Linked DNA regions of Arachis hypogaea: region 1 is linked to region 2. A link is a contact called in public Hi-C data. All regions are on one chromosome and are shown on one strand. The core of a region is the stretch at or near the end of the contact, and the rest is flanking DNA. Distances in the headings are between cores, read along the strand shown.

Region 1 (4,895 bases), core at 641-3,140, 130 kb after region 2:
CATAACTTCAAAGAATTTTTCATGAATTTTATCTAATTAGGAAATTTCTAATTTCTAAGTTCTAAATTGATATAAGCAATTTCAAATATCAGCAATTACTATAACTTAGAAACAATTTCTATATGGTTAAAAGATTCAGAAATAACTGCAGAGGTTAGAGATGGCCAAGAATAAAATCTGCTAAGAAACTAAACAAATCAATGTTAGCAACCTTCGCGATCCGATTAATTTTGCTCCATAAAATTCCTTGGGTACACCTTCATGTGTTGTCACAACCATTACCTATTACAAGAAGAAATGAAGACAAGCAATTAGTTTACAATGTTAGAATTTTTAGGATACATGGCAGAATTTTCTCGTTTTTTCTTCATAAAATCCTCAAACTAGAAAACATGAAAAAATGACAATAGAAACCAACCAGGCTTAAGATAACAGAGAAAGTTACCTCATCTCCCATTTCGCGAAGGTATTTTATAAAATTCTGAAACCGGTTTTTGTATCCTGAAACATACCTGCAAAATAGATAGAGCTCTCAATAAAAATCCAATTTAAAAGGAAGAGACATTGTTCTTTCTAAAAGTAGTCTACACATGAATGATAATCACAATTCACAAAGGTAATGTAATCACAAATGTACTTAAATGCAGAGAGAACCTATAAATGAAGGGACATTCATTTATAATCAACACTTCCCAGAATTAATTCATAATTAATCTTTGATTCTCTCACCCCACAAGTAGTTATTTACAAGTCCTAGAGGCAGCACTGCAAAACATATAGCTGAGATGCATTTTTCTTCTAATATTCCAAAACAGATTAGCACAAAATCCAGCTCAATTAAATCATAATTGAAACCATGAAGGTCAAATCCAATCTGATCTACATGAAAAAAAGAAAGCAAAAAAAAAACCTCAAACAACCAAAGTCAACACTGGATCATAACAACAGAGCAAGTCAACTGTAGTGGAAAGAGAAAGTTAAAAACTTTAATGTCATCTGAACAAAGAAACAAAAGAGTTTTTTTTTTTTAATTAAAAATTCACATGATGGGTTTTGACACCAAAGAAGAAAGTTGTTGGGCTGATGCAGTTGGAAGAAGATCTAAATTAAGCAATTAAGTTTGGTTAAAGCGACTAGTAAAACAATGGGGAAGAGTTAGGAACAAAATCAAAAGAGGGAATGAATGACTCACGCAAATGGAGAAGGCTCAACGAAAAGTGCGATTCTTCTTGGCCTAGAATTGTTCTCAGGATCAAGCAAAGCAGACTCAGGAGGAGAATCTTCTTCTTCCTCAACAACCTGAAGCAAACTATCCCCAGCTATGGTCATTTTTTCGTTGGTAGCTCCAAGGTACGAACTTTTCCTTCTTCTCAGAGTGTTTGAGCCTTGAAAGGTGCAAAAATTTGATCTTTTGCAAATGGGTGTGATGGGTTTTGGTCCAAATGATTGGAGGAGAGAGAATCCGGCAGAAGCAAAACGAGGGTAGTATGAAGAAGAGGAAGAGGGAAAAGAGAAAGAAGAAGAATAAGTGGTGTTTGTGTCAGGTGAGAGAAAAGGAGGAGAGAGAGAGGAATTTATAGAGAGAGAAGTGGAAGTAGTGTTCATGATGATGGCAAATATGTGAAGGAGTATATAATCATAAAGTTACAGCCTTTGAAATGTGCTCGATTATTGAATTGATTAATATGGAATTGTTTGCAAGGAAGAGTGTGTGTGTTTGTGTGTGTGAGAATGAAGGAATCTAAGACACATGCAAAGGACTCTAACAATGGATATTCTCTTTATGATGGCGGGTGAGAGAGGAATCAAAAGGGGGAACTTTGAGCATATGCTATTTGCCTCTTTGGTCAAATGATTCAACCCTATTTCCCACATTTTACACAATAATTCAACTTGGAAAAAAAATTTAGCCAATTGTATCGAATTAAGTCTTAGAGTAACTCTAATCTATTTTTTTGGGTATTAATTTGATTTTTACAGTTATTGAATTAATTTAAAATTAAAATTTGTATTGAATATTATTTTTGAAATGATACAAATATCAATAAAAAAATATTGCATCATTCTAAAGAAAGATTAGTAAATATTATATTTGTATATCTATTAAGTCCATTAAATGAACATTGTAACTTTGTAACTTTGTTAAATTAAAATAAAATCACACATTGAAGTGATGAATTTTATATTGAATTTAAATTAATTTTTTATGATATATAATCCCATAAATACTTATGTGATATTGTGTGAGATTCAAAATAAAATGAAACTAAAATCAAGCATTAGAGATATCTTTAAAGTAATTCTTTTAAATTGGTTGCATATACTAAAATAATACTTAAGATCTTAATGTACTAAACTATTAATTACGACTTTAAAATTAATAAAAGTATATTATACCAATTTCTAAAAGTATGATAAATTTTTTGATAAAAAAATATAATTGATGTATTTAAAATCTCAAAAACTATTTTAAATTTTAATACATGTTCATATTTTAAACAATCAATTTAGAACTTTAATTATATCTTTTATATATATTAGAGACAATCTTATAATTAGAAATCTTATAAAAGAAGTGAATTTTTTCCCTCATATTAGTGGATATTCAAACTCCAATTTGATATTAATGGTTAAGGAATAGGAATGTCAATCACGTCAATTAATTCTGTGTTGTATGAATGACTCGCCATTTGCTACAAATAGATAGTGTGTGAATATAAATTAACTGGATTTTTTTTGTATACATTCTATTTAATAATACAAACAAATAGTATAGTAACATGTTATATAACGAAAAGTAAATTCATATTTTATTACACAGCTTGTTGGATCCTTTAGAGCGAGAGTGATAGTAAAAAATTGATGAATAAAAATGTATGATGCACCCCACCGACACGGACATGGGACATGACACGAGATACGTCGACACGCGAATTTTAAAATCTTACATGACACGGGGACACGTATACATATAAAATATAAAGTATTTTTTAAATAAATCGTAATGATATTTTAATATTTCATTGATATTAAAATATAAATTAATTTTTTAAATTATTTTTAATATCTTATTTTAAGTATATCAAGTATTTAAAATATTTTTTATTTTAATAAATAATAATATATACTCTATCTAAATTTATTTTAAGAATATATATTAAGAATAAGACCGACACGCTGACACGTGATGGTATTTAGGTGTGTCCAAGTGTGTTCGGAAAAAAAATTTTTATTTTTTATTGAGACACGGTTTGGACACAGGAGACACGCGTGTCGAACGAGTGTCGGTGAGTGTCGTATCCGAAATGTGTCCGACACGCAACTCAACAAAGTGTCCGTGTTTCATAGATAAAAATAGCGAAGGAAAACATAAAAACAACAAATTAATAGAAAAATATTTTGAGAATCGTATGCCACAAAAATATTTAAATTTGCCACAACAAAGAAAAAATCTCATAAATGAATGTGAAAAACATAGCATGATACAAAAATTAGATAAGAATGAATATGATTGATGTTGGAGAATTTGGAATATTAATTTGGTTAAGTAAAAATTTGAATAACTACTTTAACTAATATGTGAAATTTAAAGAATTATTTTGGCCATTTACTTAATTCATATATCTAAGGGATAAGTATGATTTTGGTCTCTAAGGTAGAGGCTGAAAATTTATTTCGTCCCCTAACTTTTTTTTGCTCTAAAATGGTCCCCAAAGTTTCAGTTTGTTTTAAAATCATCCTTTTTACCAATTTTATTTTTTTTATTACCAAATTACCCTTCATTAAAAAAATTATAAAATAAAATAAATATAAAATAAATATAAAATAAAAAAATAAAAAGAAAAAAGAAAGGGATACGAGAAGGAAGGGGGCGCGCAGAAGAGGGGGCGTAGAAAAGGAGGGGGGAGGAAGGGGGAGGAGGAGGGGAGAGAGAAGGGGGACCGCCGCTGCACCACCGCCGTCGCACCACCGTCCCGCCGTCCTGCCGACCTGCACCACCGCACCACCACCAGAAGAAAGAAAGGGATACAGAGAAGTGGGGAGAGAAAGAAAGGGGGGCGCAGAAAGGGGGGCGCAGAAAAGGGGGGGAGGAGGGGGAGAGAAGGGGGACCGCCGCTGCACTACCGCCGTCGCACCACCGCCCCGCCGCCCTGCCGCCCTGCACCACCGCACCACCACCATTTCCATTTCTTCTTCTTCTTCTTCTTCCCCGCCGCCCCGCCGCCTCGCCGCCCTGCACCACCGCACCACCACAATTTCTTCTTCTTCTTCTTCCTCTTCTTCTTCTTCTTTCTCGCCGCCACGCCGCCCTGCCTCCCTGCCGCCCTGCACCAGCAGCACCACCATTTCTTCTTCTTCTTCTGAACTGAATTTTTTGTGAAATTTCTGGTTGTTGATTATTGTTTAAAGTGCATGTTGCTTGATTTTTCTGCTGCTGATGATGATGATGATGACTATGATGATACTGGTGGTGGTGGTGGTTCTGCTTGATTGTTCTTTTTATTCCATTATCGATTGAGTTCTAAGTTATGGGTTTTGGTTTTTCTGATTTTGGGTTCTGAGTTTTGACGATGACGATGACTTTGAGTTTAGGGTTGTTGTTCTTATATTGGTGTTTGTTTGAGTTCAGATGATTCTGAGTTTTATTGTTGTTTGTTTGAGTTCAGATTATGATTTTCTGAGTTTTGATGATGATGATTTTTCCGAGTTCTGAGTTCAGATGATTCTGAGTTTTATTGTTGTTTGTTTGAGTTCTGGGTTCAGCTTTGCTTGCTGCTGTTCTTCCGCTTCTGCTTGCTGTTCTTCTGATTTTCAATTTGTCATTGTTGTTGTTGTTATCCATTGTTGGTTGTTTTTTTTTTTCTGCGTTTGTGCATCTGCTTCTGCTTCCGTTA
Region 2 (4,540 bases), core at 488-2,987:
AAAGACTAGACACACTAATTAAGAGAATTTGCCAAAATTGCATTGAACAGTACAAGAAAAATACCTATCCAACTACACTTGAAAAGTGTAGTTAAAAATGAAAAAAAATTATGCCTTTGGCTAAGACTACGCTTTTTTTACTTTGGAGATGCTTTAGTGGGGGATGCCTATTCGGCCGTTGCATATTCTCAAAGACTACCCTTTTCTGTATCAAAAGCTACACTTTTTGCGTTCAAGAATAGGGTGTGCTTTTCAAGTAATGCTACTCATGACCAAAAGCTACGCTTTTCAGCTTTCATGCTTACTAGAATAGGCTACACTTATCTTTACTACTGAATTATCTTTAAAACGTAGCCACATTGTATACCATAGGTCCATAGCTATTCTATATAAGTGTAGCCTTATGTCCCTCAAACAGTGCGTAAGCATAATCTTCTTGATTAAAAAACCAAGAAGAAATTTTTTTCATGATCCATGATATTGACCACATGCATCCTTTCTAGCCCATCACTTGAGGACCCATCCTTTTTCCATGGTTTAAAGGTTGAGAGACTTGCCTAAAGGTTTAATAACCAGGGAAATTTTCTATAGTCTGCAGTAGTCTTCATATTCCTTTAAAAAAAACCTGGATGTTGAGCTTTGGAGTAAAGGGAGTCTTAAGTTATCCACTATATTCATAAATTCTATTTCTATTCTTCTGCAACCAAATCAGCTATTTCTTTAGGATTTAGATTTTCAAAACCATTATCAACCATCATATCCCAATAAAAAATCTTTCAGATAGTATTGTCACTCATTTTTTTCTCCTTTTTATTCTCCTCTTAGGGGTGAGGAAGATTTATGCCAGTAGTAGTCATGATAGTATTTTCTACCACGTTTTCAAGTTGATGTTGATCCCCTCTCCATCCATCTTGCCTTCATATGAGTAGTACTAGTAATAGAATTCTCTATCATGTCTTCAGATTGGGGCTAATTTCCCACAGCGTCCATCTTCACTTTTTTAGTACTTGTAGCGATCAGATTTTCTTCTTCCAGTGATCGTTTGTCGAGATCAGTTGAGAGAATATCAAAACTCATGCTTTTTATATTGTTATTTTTCAGTTATTCAGTATTCTCGTTATCGTTATATATTTTAGATATAAATAATCGATTTTTATCAATTACAATCAAATTATAACAATATATCATTATGAATATAATTATAATTTAATTACACAGTATTTAAAATTAATTCAATATGTACATGAATATTTTTTTTTTAATAAATAAAAAAGACTAGACACACTAATTAAAAGAATTCGCCAAAATTAAAGTGGCCAGTAGTAACCGGTGAAGTACAAGTCTTTTCTCCTCATGCATGAACATACTAATATTTAACGTTTAACACATGAAAAAGATTAAATGTTACGTATAAATTTGTTCATACTAAGAAGACAAAATTGAATTGGTCGGTTTGTGGTACCTAGGTTAAAATAGATAGTACGATGCTTCGGCGAATTTCATGAACATGAATTTACGTCCAAAGTGATCTTTCCTTCGTTCAAAGTGGTATTTCCTAGAAAGACCACATAATATAATCACATGTCTTATAACATCCATATATCTTCGTGCTCTGTGGCCTTTAATGCTTTCCTAATCCCCGTGCTTTAATTTGCTCAATCATTTAACTATGTCAAATCAACATCTTAATTAATTAGACCAACATGATTCTTGTATTTAAATGTGAGTCTTAGTCTAAAGTTATCTTTGACTATATATATACTAAATAATTAAACATATCAAAATGAAGAGCGGAGTGGGGGGTGGGGCGATATTATTCATGATAATTTGTAATATATAATTGATGATTTTGTTCGAAGACTTGAATTTGTATGGCTGCTAAACTTTAGCTATTGTTTCGTTTGGATTTTTTTTTTTTTTAATTTTGACAGAAAATGTTAATTAAGTTTGTATCAATGATCCCAATTTAAAAAATAGATTTAACTTTTTTTATATATTAATCTTAAGATTTAGAAATTCTTCTAATAGAATATAAAAACTAACAATTATAAAAAATAAAAAATAAAAAAAATAAGTGCAAAATTTAAAGAATTAAAAATTACAAAACGTACATTAAAATATACAGAAATTAACAAATACTTGAATAAAAATAATAGAAATTAAATCATGAAAGAAAAAAAAATAGAATTAAAACTACTGGAAAAAAATGGAGTCTGCCAATATATTTATATGGGTTGGTGACTCATATTTATGCACGTTAGTGTAATTAAAAAGTTTTAGAGTGAGTATGTGAATGAATGAAAACTCCCTAAACTTATTAAATTTAATCCTATATATTTATAGAAAAAAAATTCTAAGCTTAATTGGTATAACTTTAAACTTCAAGTAAATTTGTATTTTAAGTACGGACTTAGTTACAAAATTTGATATGGTATAGAGAACTAATTAAAAAAAAATTTAAAAATCTAATTAAAAATTTTGTAAAATTACAGAGACTAAAAAAATAATTAAACCTATATTTTATGTTTATGATTCAAATGTCAATGTCTCAAAATCTGTCTTAATACATACACAAATCAAACATACAACCTCATAATTCACACGCATTATGGTGTGATCATGGTGTCTACATTTACTAACAACCACCAAAGCCGTTAATATATAACATTTTTCCTTAAAAAAATAATAAAATCTCTATTTTAGCGATGACCTTTTAACTTATTGACAATCTGGCCGTAGCTAACTCTCGATTCCAAACATGCCGTCGACAACAAGCGTCTAGCTAGTAGTGTCGAAATATGGCCAAGTCAAACTCAATATTTAGAAAATAAAAATGACTTTACCTAGTATATTTAGCTGTAAACGAATAAATCTTAAAAATCTGAAATATAATTCATTGGATATTATTCATACTCTAACTCCAAATAAAGCTAGACCCAAAAAGAATAGAGACCTACACAAGAGGTTAGGCCTCCTCTACGCCTACCCAATCTCATAGAGGTCACACGCAATTAGAGATGTACAAAGTCCTACTTATTTAAAAAAATAACTACTTTTCAAGATATTTCATATCCATCTAGAAGGAAGATCTCAACAACTTCTCTATCAAAAGGGAATGGCTATCTACCATCAAAGGTATAACTACTCTAAAAAGGTGGTTAGCTATTCTACTATAAATACACTAATATATTCAGGTATATTCAGGACCCAATCTACTTAAAAACTGCCTAATGCCTTTGCTAACTTAAGCATCGAAGTCTTTTGCAGGTACCACCCCTACCTCCTCACAAGGAATTCGAACGGTAGCACCTTGGCAACAACACAAGTCGAATGCTGCCTCAGAAGGAATCTAGATCTCACATTCAGGCCCAAATCACCATTTCAAGTAACCCTTGGAACATTAGTGCATTTCCGGAGACCTAGAAGTCTACACTCACCATGGTGGATGAACAATTTGAAGACGAGCGTACTGCATCTGAGTCCGAACCAAGGCCTTATACGACGATCGAGCCCTTGTGATGCCCCACGACAAGAAGTTGCAAGTAACCCTAATGGAAAAGGAGCATCACGAAACCCTCACACCCGACGACTACAGTCAGGGGTACATTCACATGAGAACAAAGAGCCCTACACTCAACTGATGGGACTCGTACATGGACATCATGGACGGTTGGAGCAATTCGAACAAGAGATCGAGCAACAAAGAAAAGCCGAAAGAGATCTACGAAGGGAGGTACAATGTAGAAGGGAACTTGAGGAAAAGCTTCTAAAATTAGAGGCTGATTTGCAAAATCGGACCAATAACATTGAACGAGAAGAAAACTCTTTTGGGAGAGAAGATCCATTCATAGAAGAGATCATGCAGACTAGGATTCCAAGAAATTTTAAAAGTCCCGACATGAATCTCTATGATGGCACGACCGATCCAAGACATTATCTCAGTAGTTTCAAGAGTAGGATGTATCTAAACGACACGTCTGATGTGACTCATTGCAAGGCTTTTTTGACAACATTAACCAAAGCAGCAATGAAGTGGTTTGATAGCTTACCACCCAGGTTGGTGACATGCTTTGATGACCTGGTAAGAAAGTTTCTTACCTCATTTTTAATTTAGAAGGACAAAGTTAAATATGCTCCAAGTCTCTTAGGAGTAAAACAAGAAGTTGGAGAGATCCTCTAAGCATATATAAAAAGGTTCAACAAAGCTTGCTTAGAAATACAGAAATCGCCTCCCGAAGCAGTAATAATGGGGTTAGTTAATGGCCTTAGAGAAGGGTCATTTTCTCAATCCATATCAAAGCGGCATCTGACCTTTTTATATGAAGTACAAAAATAGGTAGAGAAGTATAGTAACGTGGAGGAGAATTTTTTACTTAGAGATCCGGTCACAAGGCCAAATCCTCCTTATTAAGCTCAGGATAAGGATAATGAGACAAAGAAAAAAAAAGAAATATAGCTCGAAAAAGCCTCAGAGATACCACAACTATGCTCTGCTTCGACTTTCTCTTGTTAATATCTACAAGGAGATCTGTCATACTGA

Evidence for each region. A called contact is a pair of places that touch in the nucleus more often than the background predicts.
Region 1: a Hi-C map of an unstated tissue shows a contact between it and region 2, with 4 times the contacts expected there. The contact joins the promoter of LOC112727954 here to the enhancer-like site in region 2. A contact is called at or near these places in 4 of 8 Hi-C or Micro-C datasets (leaf and an unstated tissue).

What each region holds. Positions count from the first base shown.
Region 1 is chr12:102,707,906-102,712,800 of arahy.Tifrunner.gnm2.J5K5, forward strand. It overlaps LOC112727954 (sulfoquinovosyl transferase SQD2), which reads right to left and starts at 1,891. Exons shown (of 11, transcript XM_025777913.3): 1 at 1,193-1,891; 2 at 446-512; 3 at 212-282. The coding sequence starts at 1,605.
Region 2 is chr12:102,579,069-102,583,608 of arahy.Tifrunner.gnm2.J5K5, forward strand. No RefSeq gene overlaps it. Among protein-coding and RNA genes, the nearest start is that of LOC140177098, 5.4 kb to the left of the region's middle. Within about 2 kb of position 1,738, at least 1 of the 3 cell types and tissues checked has open chromatin away from gene starts, as enhancers often do.